2 separate regions of the Canis lupus genome follow, and region 2 is linked to region 1. Evidence: chromatin contacts called from public Hi-C data. All regions are on one chromosome and are shown on one strand. Each heading gives the region's core, a stretch centred on a gene start, on an enhancer-like site or on the middle of the called end of the contact. The rest is flanking DNA. Distances are from core to core; before and after follow the strand shown. Region 1 holds the start of S1PR1 (sphingosine-1-phosphate receptor 1). Region 2 holds the start of DPH5 (diphthine methyl ester synthase).

Region 1 (3,893 bases), core at 713-3,212:
CTCGCGAGGCCACCAGCCTCCGCGGGCGCTCGGCGGCTCAGGCAGCGGCCGGCGCGGGCCGAGCGGGGCGGGCTGCCCATTGGAGTGCGGCTGCGGAGGGAGGGGACCCCGAGGCGACGAGGCAGCAGCGCGTCCAGCCCGTCCGCAGCGGCTGCAAGATGCCGAGCGCGCCGCGGGGACCCGGAGCTCTCCCCACGCGGCTGCGCCCCGCCTGAGCCAGGTAGGGGACGGCGCCCAGCCCGCGCGGGCCGGGGCGCGGGGGGCCCCGCCGCAGGAGGTCTTCGCTGCTGGAAACGAATGTTTTTGAAAGCGGAACGAAGCCAAACAAAAACTTTTGAAACATCCCTCTCTGGGCGCCGGAGGCATTCATCCCTGGGCTGCCGAGGAGCCCAACCGGGTCGGATTGCTCCTGGGGCGCTGGTGATTGATGAAGTTGGGAAAACGGGTTTAGTGCGATCGTAAAGCGGAGCAGGGGTTGGGGACGGTGGCAACTGCGGTTGGTCGCGGAGCGGGGCAGGCGCCTACACTCGGAAAAGTCCCGCAGACAAAGAATATGGGAGGTGGGGGGTCAGGGGCTACATCTGCACGGGGGGCGAGCGGGGCGTGGGATTAGATGCGAGCGACGCGGGGCTTCGGGCGCGAGCAGCCCCCGCCGTCCGGGACTACGGCCTCTGTTACTCCACTTCCATCCCGTGGCGGCGGTATCTGGAAACGTTACAAGTAGACGTCTGGCAGCCAGTGCCATGTTTCGTTCCTCCACACTTTCTAGTTCTGAGACAGGAGGTAGCATGCTGGGGGAGGGCAGTGCACGAAACCGCCAGCTTCGGTTCAGCAATGCATTAAACGTGCGTTTTTTTTTGTTTTTTTTTGTTTTGTTTTTTTCTGGACAGAAGCTTTGCACTTGGAATTAGAAATGCAGTGGCATGTATTGTCATCGTCAGTAGTAGAACTTCTCTCTCTTTTGTGTGTGTGCCTGTGTGTGGTTTGGCCAAACCCACAGCAACTGAACACACTTCTTAGAAAATCAGTGAATGTATTACATTCCTGGGATTTATTGCAAGCTCTTATGAACGATCTTCACTGAATTATCTTCATCTTTTCTTGCCCTGGCTTACAAGGAAAAAAAAAAAAAAACTAGAAGAAGAAATTAAGAAAAGGCAGTTGCTTCACAGAAGTGTAAGCTTTCCTGTTTACCGCAAGGCCGGGGCGGGCTGGGCTGCCCACACCCCTCGGACCCTGAGCACACCTGTTCCTAGAGAGTTATTAATAGAGCCCAAAGAATGACTTACTCTGTCAAATGATTTTCGTGCAAATCGAATGTCTTGCAAGGCAATTAGGAGGTGGTTCTCAGCTCTTTTAGCAGGGGGGTGGGGGAGAGCAGAGGTGGTGTGAGCCTCCACCCTCATGTTAGCGGTTGGGTCTCTTTGGAGGAGGAAACCCTCTGGGGAGCCGGCGAATGCTTCAGGAGACTTCCACGCTGGAAACCTGGAGGGGGTTGGAGGTGGGGAAGTGAGGGTGTGTGTGTGGGGGCGGGGGGGGAGGTGTTATAAATGGGGATCACTTCTCCAGTTTTCCCACTCCCATTTGGATGTGACACAGGAGAGTTTTCGTTTTGTCCAGTTGGAGTTTTCTGTTTGGGTACATTTTTGTTTCTTCTCCCTCCTCTCCTCTTTTTTTCTTTTTTTTTTCTGCAAGAAATAGTCATTTTATTATATATATAATATGTATATATATATATATTAAATCCCACTCTTTACGCCTTCCCCAAGTTTCCTTAAAACAAATCCACGACAAAACTGGAGCAATGCCTTAGCTAGAATAAATGATGCCAGTGTGCTGTGGCCGCTTCCCTGACTCTCTCCTCTTTGTGACTCGTTTAAAGGGGTTGGCTTCCGAGGCCCTCTCCAGCCAAGGGAAAGAGACGCAGAAAAGCCGGGATCCCTCGGGCCGGAGCACCCCCGCGGCAAGTGAAGGCTCGCTCGGCCTCGCCCTCTAGCGCCCTTCTGGAGAAGCGCCACCCCGGGCTCCGGGAGGCGCGGCTGCGCGCCATGGGGTCCACCAGCGTCCCGCTGGTCAAGGCCCTGCGCAGTCCCGTCTCCGACTACGTCAACTACGATATCATCGTCCGGCACTATAACTACACGGGCAAGCTGAACACCAGCGCGGACAAGGAGAATGGCATTAAAATGAGCTCGGTGGTGTTCATCCTCATCTGCTGCTTTATCATCCTAGAGAACATCTTCGTCTTGCTGACCATTTGGAAAACCAAGAAGTTCCACCGACCTATGTACTATTTCATCGGCAACCTGGCCCTGTCTGACCTGTTGGCGGGGGTGGCCTACACGGCCAACCTGCTCTTGTCTGGCGCCACCACCTACAAGCTCACCCCCGCTCAGTGGTTCCTGCGGGAGGGGAGCATGTTCGTGGCCTTGTCGGCCTCCGTGTTCAGCCTCCTGGCCATCGCCATCGAGCGCTACATCACGATGCTGAAGATGAAACTCCACAACGGGAGCAACAGCTTCCGCTCCTTCCTGCTCATCAGCGCCTGCTGGGTCATCTCCCTGGTCCTGGGCGGCCTGCCCATCATGGGCTGGAACTGCATCGGCGCGCTGGCCAGCTGCTCCACCGTGCTGCCGCTCTACCACAAGCACTATATCCTCTTCTGCACCACCGTCTTCACGCTGCTCCTGCTCGCCATCGTCATCCTGTACTGCAGGATCTACTCCCTGGTCAGGACGCGGAGCCGCCGCCTGACCTTCCGCAAGAACATCTCCAAGGCCAGCCGCAGCTCCGAGAAGTCGCTGGCCCTGCTCAAGACCGTCATTATCGTCCTGAGCGTCTTCATCGCCTGCTGGGCGCCGCTCTTCATCCTGCTGCTGCTGGACGTGGGCTGCAAGGTGAAGACGTGCGACATCCTCTTCAGAGCCGAGTACTTCCTGGTGCTGGCCGTGCTCAACTCGGGCACCAACCCCATCATCTACACCCTCACCAACAAGGAGATGCGCCGGGCCTTCATCCGGATCCTGTCCTGCTGCAAGTGCCCGGGCGGGGACCCCGCGGGCAAGTTCAAGCGGCCCATCATCGCCGGCGTGGAGTTCAGCCGCAGTAAGTCGGACAACTCCTCCCACCCGCAGAAGGACGATGGGGACAACCCGGAGACCGTTATGTCCTCTGGAAATGTCAACTCTTCTTCCTAGAACTGAAAGCCGCCGACCCATGGGGGAGAGTTCTTGCGTGGTCACCCACCACCACCCAGGGTTTGGGGGAAAAAATGGAAAAAAAAAATCTCTGTCTCCACTGCTGCTGGGGAGGAGCCGCTGGGAGCCAGAGGGAGGGCGGGCAGGCCCGGGGGTGCCGGGGTGTTGGTGGCTTAGTTCCTGTGAACAATGCACTGGGAAGGGTGGAGACCCGGCCCTGGCCTGGAAGCTGTTTCCTACCCCCCGCCCCGGAGCTTTGATTTTGCACTGAGCCAAAGGTCTAGCATCGTCAAGCTCCTGAAGGGTTCCCAGTGTGGCCCTGGTCCCGGTGTGAAAGCATCTGTCGGGAGCTTTGAGGAGATGTTTTCCTTCACCTTAGTTTCCAGCCCAAGTGATTGTGTGCACTTCTGCTGCCCTGGGTATGCTCTGCGTATCCCACCCTCCCTTGCCCGCCCTTCAGACCCCTCCTCAAAATTCTCTTACTTTCCATCTGAACTACCTGGCCTTCATCAGAGCTGGGGGAGCTGGGGGTAGGTGGTATAGTCCACTTCTGGGGGGTCTGTAGCAGGTAGCCTGTGTCCAGGACGTAGACTGTGAGGGATGGAGATGGTTTGGAGATGTAAAGCCGTTTTATTTGCTGAGGCCAAAGTTTCCAGATCAGTTTTGGGGAATTTCATTAAAGTCACTTTGATTTCT
Region 2 (3,893 bases), core at 1,010-3,509, 200 kb before region 1:
ATGAGCACTGGGTGTTATACTGTATGTTGGCAAATCGAACTCCAGTAATAATAAATAAATTTATCCTCTTGGATGAATTTGATTCCAGTTTTCCTTGATCACTGGTAAGAGAAGAACATTTCTTATCATGAGCTTAGATACTTTGGTTCCAACCAGACAAATGAAAGCCAACAAATCAAAGCTGGTCATTAGACACACATCAGGACATGGCCAATTTACGTAACAGTCTTTAATTTCTTAAGATGTTAAAGTAACTCTGAAACTAGAGTTCTCTGGGCTGTGAACCCGAGGGAACGGAAGACCTTCACCTTTTTGTTCGCAAGCCTTGACAGGCCATTCAATTCTACGTCTCCCTCCTCTTACAGCAGCATGTCCATGGCTCCCTTCATCTCCAGTGCATTCTATTTGGATTTTGACAGTGCACCTGAACCACCTAGCCCCTCCTCCAAAACGTACTGAGCCCTTAACAAGAGCAAGCTACACGTATGACATATTAACAAATCCTAGAAAAAAAAAAAAAAAAAAAAAAAAAAAAACAACAAATCCTAGGGTTGGGAAGTCCCAGGCTGACGCAATACACACAAGGGAGTGTGCATCAGCCTCCCTGGCACTTTTTAAAGGTGAGACCTCTCTGGACAGGATACTGACAGAAAGGCGATTACCATTCCCTACGGATATACTACTTCAAAGGGAGCAGCTTTCCGCTTAGTTTCTTGAATGTACAACCAACTCATTAAGGTGATGCCACTACCTCATTAGGACTCAACTCAAAAAAAAAAAAATGTCTATCTCATGAAATAAGGGATTTTGGTAACTATCCTCAGGAGTGTAAAATAACTTTCCTATTTACCGGAGAAAGCCACAAAATCAGACTTGTAAAGCAGGACAAAAAGCGCCCTTTCATTTTCCAGCTCACTCGGTGGTTGTGTTACTCCCAGTCCTGTGATCCTTAACGGGCTGGGGATGTGTTTTAAAGGCTTTAAGCCAGCAGGCCCGAAAGCTGGGTTCAGCGTCGGTCATGGAAATCACAGCTTTCCTCCCAGGGGCTGGGGCGCCGTAAGCACCTACCAGGACTTCCTTCCCTACAGTCAGGATCGAGGTGTAGGCTTCCAGGTACACTCGCCTGCAGCGTCTTACGATTTCCAGGCCCTTGACTGTGATGTCCTTGGCATCGCCCAAGCCCAAGCCGATCAGGTAAAGCATTTCAAAGTCCAAGAGGGCGGGGACTGCAAGACGGAGGCAGCAAGAAAAACACGTGTCAGCTACACCGAGGGCTCCCCGAATCTAGTGACGACCGTGGAAACCAAGAGCAAGTGTGCACGAGGGACCGCAAGTCACGAGCGAGGTCCGAGCGCCTGGCGTCCCGCCCCTTACAACCGCGGACTGGGACGAGCCGCCTCTCCCGTTACACCAAATCAAAAGCGGTCAGTCACCCTCCGAGGACTGTCGCTGAGTCCCCAAAATGGCTAACCGGCAGCCTCGCCGAACAAGCAGCTACCCGCAGGGCGAGCTCGCGTGGACGGAAGGCCCACGCCGCCGGCCTCACCGGCGGTGCCGCAAAACGCCGCCGCCTTTACCGCACTTTACGACTGGCCGGAGGGGCGGGTCAGCGGCTCCCCGGCGAGCGGCGCGGAGGCAAGGGCTGGGCCGGAAGTGAGCGGCCGGCAGCTGGGCCGCGACGCGGAGGGTCGGTCGGGCCGAGGTAGGGGGGGCGGGGGTCCGCGCACAGCCTCCCGGCGCGGCCTCGGGGGAAGGACCCCACCCTAGGACGGGGTAAGTGCGGGAGCTGTGGCCCCGAGGTCGGGCCGCACGGCCGCCTCCCCTCCAGGCCCCGGCGCGGCTGACGGGCGGGAGGGACTGAGTCGCCCGGGTGGTGGCCGGGCCGCGGCACTTCCGGCCTCGCCTCAGCATCCCCTCGTCCCACTGCTGCCTCCCTGGGAGGTGTCGGGTTAGCCCACTTGGCCCTCGGTGTGACTCCGATTTCCCGGCGGGCGGTGGTGCCTCGGCTCTGCCCCCACCTGGGGACCTCCTTCCGGGGTGCCCCCGGGTCGTGCCCGGGCTACGCCCCAGCCCTCCTCAGCGTCGGGAAGCCCAGGCCCGCCCCCTGCCCCCCGCCGCTGTGCCCTCGCGCCTAGAGAGGTGACCTTTAAGTGCCCAGGAATTTCAGGTTTCAATCGCTTCCACCGGGGGAATTCCTGCGAAGTGGTTGGTTAGATGTAGTTCCGGTATCGGGAATGGTTTGTTTTGACTGTAAATGCCCTTGGTAAGGTCACTAGTGACCTCATCAAAGTCAAAAAGACAATTTCCATTGTTTATCTTAGTAGGCAGTGTTGATTATTCAGATTTTTCCTGCTTGCTTTTTCATACAATGCCTTGAGTCTTTTTTTGCCCGACGTTTTTTTCTCAAGCCTTAATTTCATCTGATTTCTCCAAGGTTCCATCTGCCCTCTGCACTTCTCATTCAGTACGCTCGTCATGACTGATTCTATCCGGTGTCATTAACATCCATCCATTCCTTGTACCATAAGCAAAAAATTAATTCAAAATGGATCATAAATTTAATGGAAAACATAAAACCATGAAACTTCCTAGACAGAAAATATGTGTGATCTTATTATTTAGGCAAAGACTTGTCAGGTGCAACACCAAAAGCATGATGTAAGGGAAAAATTTTTTTTTGAGAAATTGAAGTTCACTGAAATAAAATGTATGCTCTTCAAAAGATATTGTTGAAGCCACACACGGGAGAAAATATTCGCAAAGCGTATGTTTGCTAAAAGACTTATGTCAAGAATACATAACTCTCAAAAGGCAAAAATAAGAATACAACTTAATTTTTTAAATAGGCCAAGAATTTGAACAAGAGTCTCGCAGAGAGTAAGATAGATAAATCCCCAAAGAGGATACACTAATATCAAAGAAGCTTTGAAATGATGCTAATTATTAGACATTAAGGAAATAAAGACTAAAACCACAGTGAGATAACAGTATATACCCCGTAGAATGGCTGACATTGGAAGCAATAATAAAACCCTGAATATACACTCATAATTTTTTAAAGATTTTATTTATCCATTCATGAGAGACACAGAGAGGCAGAGACACAGGCAGAGGAAGAAGCAGGCTCCATGCAGGGAGCCGGATGTGGGACTCGATCCCGGGTCTCCAGGATCACGCCCTGGGTGGAAGGCGGCACCAAACCACTGAGCCACCTGGGCTGCCCTATTCACTCATAATTTTGAGTGTCTCTGGTATTTTGCTGACTCAGACCTTTAGCCTCCCATTCACATCTCCCCTTCAGCTTCCTATATTTAACTTTATGCTGGAAATCACCTAGATAACCCAGAGGCATATCACATTCAACACATCCAAAACTGAATCCATCATCTTTTCAACTTGGCTTTTCCTTCTGTACTATCTACTTTGGATGGAGGGCGTTATCATCTATAGACGTAGGCAAGCCAGACACTTGGAAGTTACCTCACATCCAATCTGACTTATCTGCCTCTCAATAGAAACCGTACCTACTATCACAGTCTTTCTTTAGGTCCTCATGTCACTCCTGCACCTGTTCACCGTGCCTCCCTCACATTCATACTTCTTTCGGGGGACCAGAGAGACCTAGCTAAGTTGCAGTCTGAAAATGACATTCCCTTCAAAAAACCCTTTTGAGGTCAAGAGAAAGTCGAGGCTCTTTAACATATCCCACAAGGTCATCCCCAGAGTGACCACTGCCTACCTTGCTAGCCTCATGTCTCTCCACTCCATACCTTGAGCTACTTCTCTAGTGGTACTCTTCTGTGCCCACAACATTCTCCTTTGACTTTAGTCAGGCTACCACCTCAGCATGGAATACTTTCCTCCCATTCTCTCCTATCTAGATCACTGCTGCT

Evidence for each region. Hi-C and Micro-C count contacts between places; a contact is called where the count stands out from the background.
Region 2: a contact with region 1 is called in a Hi-C map of blood, with 4 times the contacts expected there. The contact joins the promoter of DPH5 here to the promoter of S1PR1 in region 1. A contact is called at or near these places in 3 of 9 Hi-C or Micro-C datasets (amygdala and blood).

What each region holds. Positions count from the first base shown.
Region 1 is chr6:49,337,964-49,341,856 of UU_Cfam_GSD_1.0, reverse strand. It overlaps S1PR1 (sphingosine-1-phosphate receptor 1), which reads left to right and starts at 1,962. Exons shown (of 1, transcript NM_001314114.1): 1 at 1,962-3,893. The coding sequence starts at 2,049. The coding sequence ends at 3,197.
Region 2 is chr6:49,540,474-49,544,366 of UU_Cfam_GSD_1.0, reverse strand. It overlaps DPH5 (diphthine methyl ester synthase), which reads right to left and starts at 2,259. Exons shown (of 8, transcript XM_038541190.1): 1 at 2,145-2,259; 2 at 1,069-1,226. The coding sequence starts at 1,203. It overlaps LOC102153396 (a long non-coding RNA gene), which reads left to right and starts at 1,625. Exons shown (of 7, transcript XR_005361141.1): 1 at 1,625-1,773.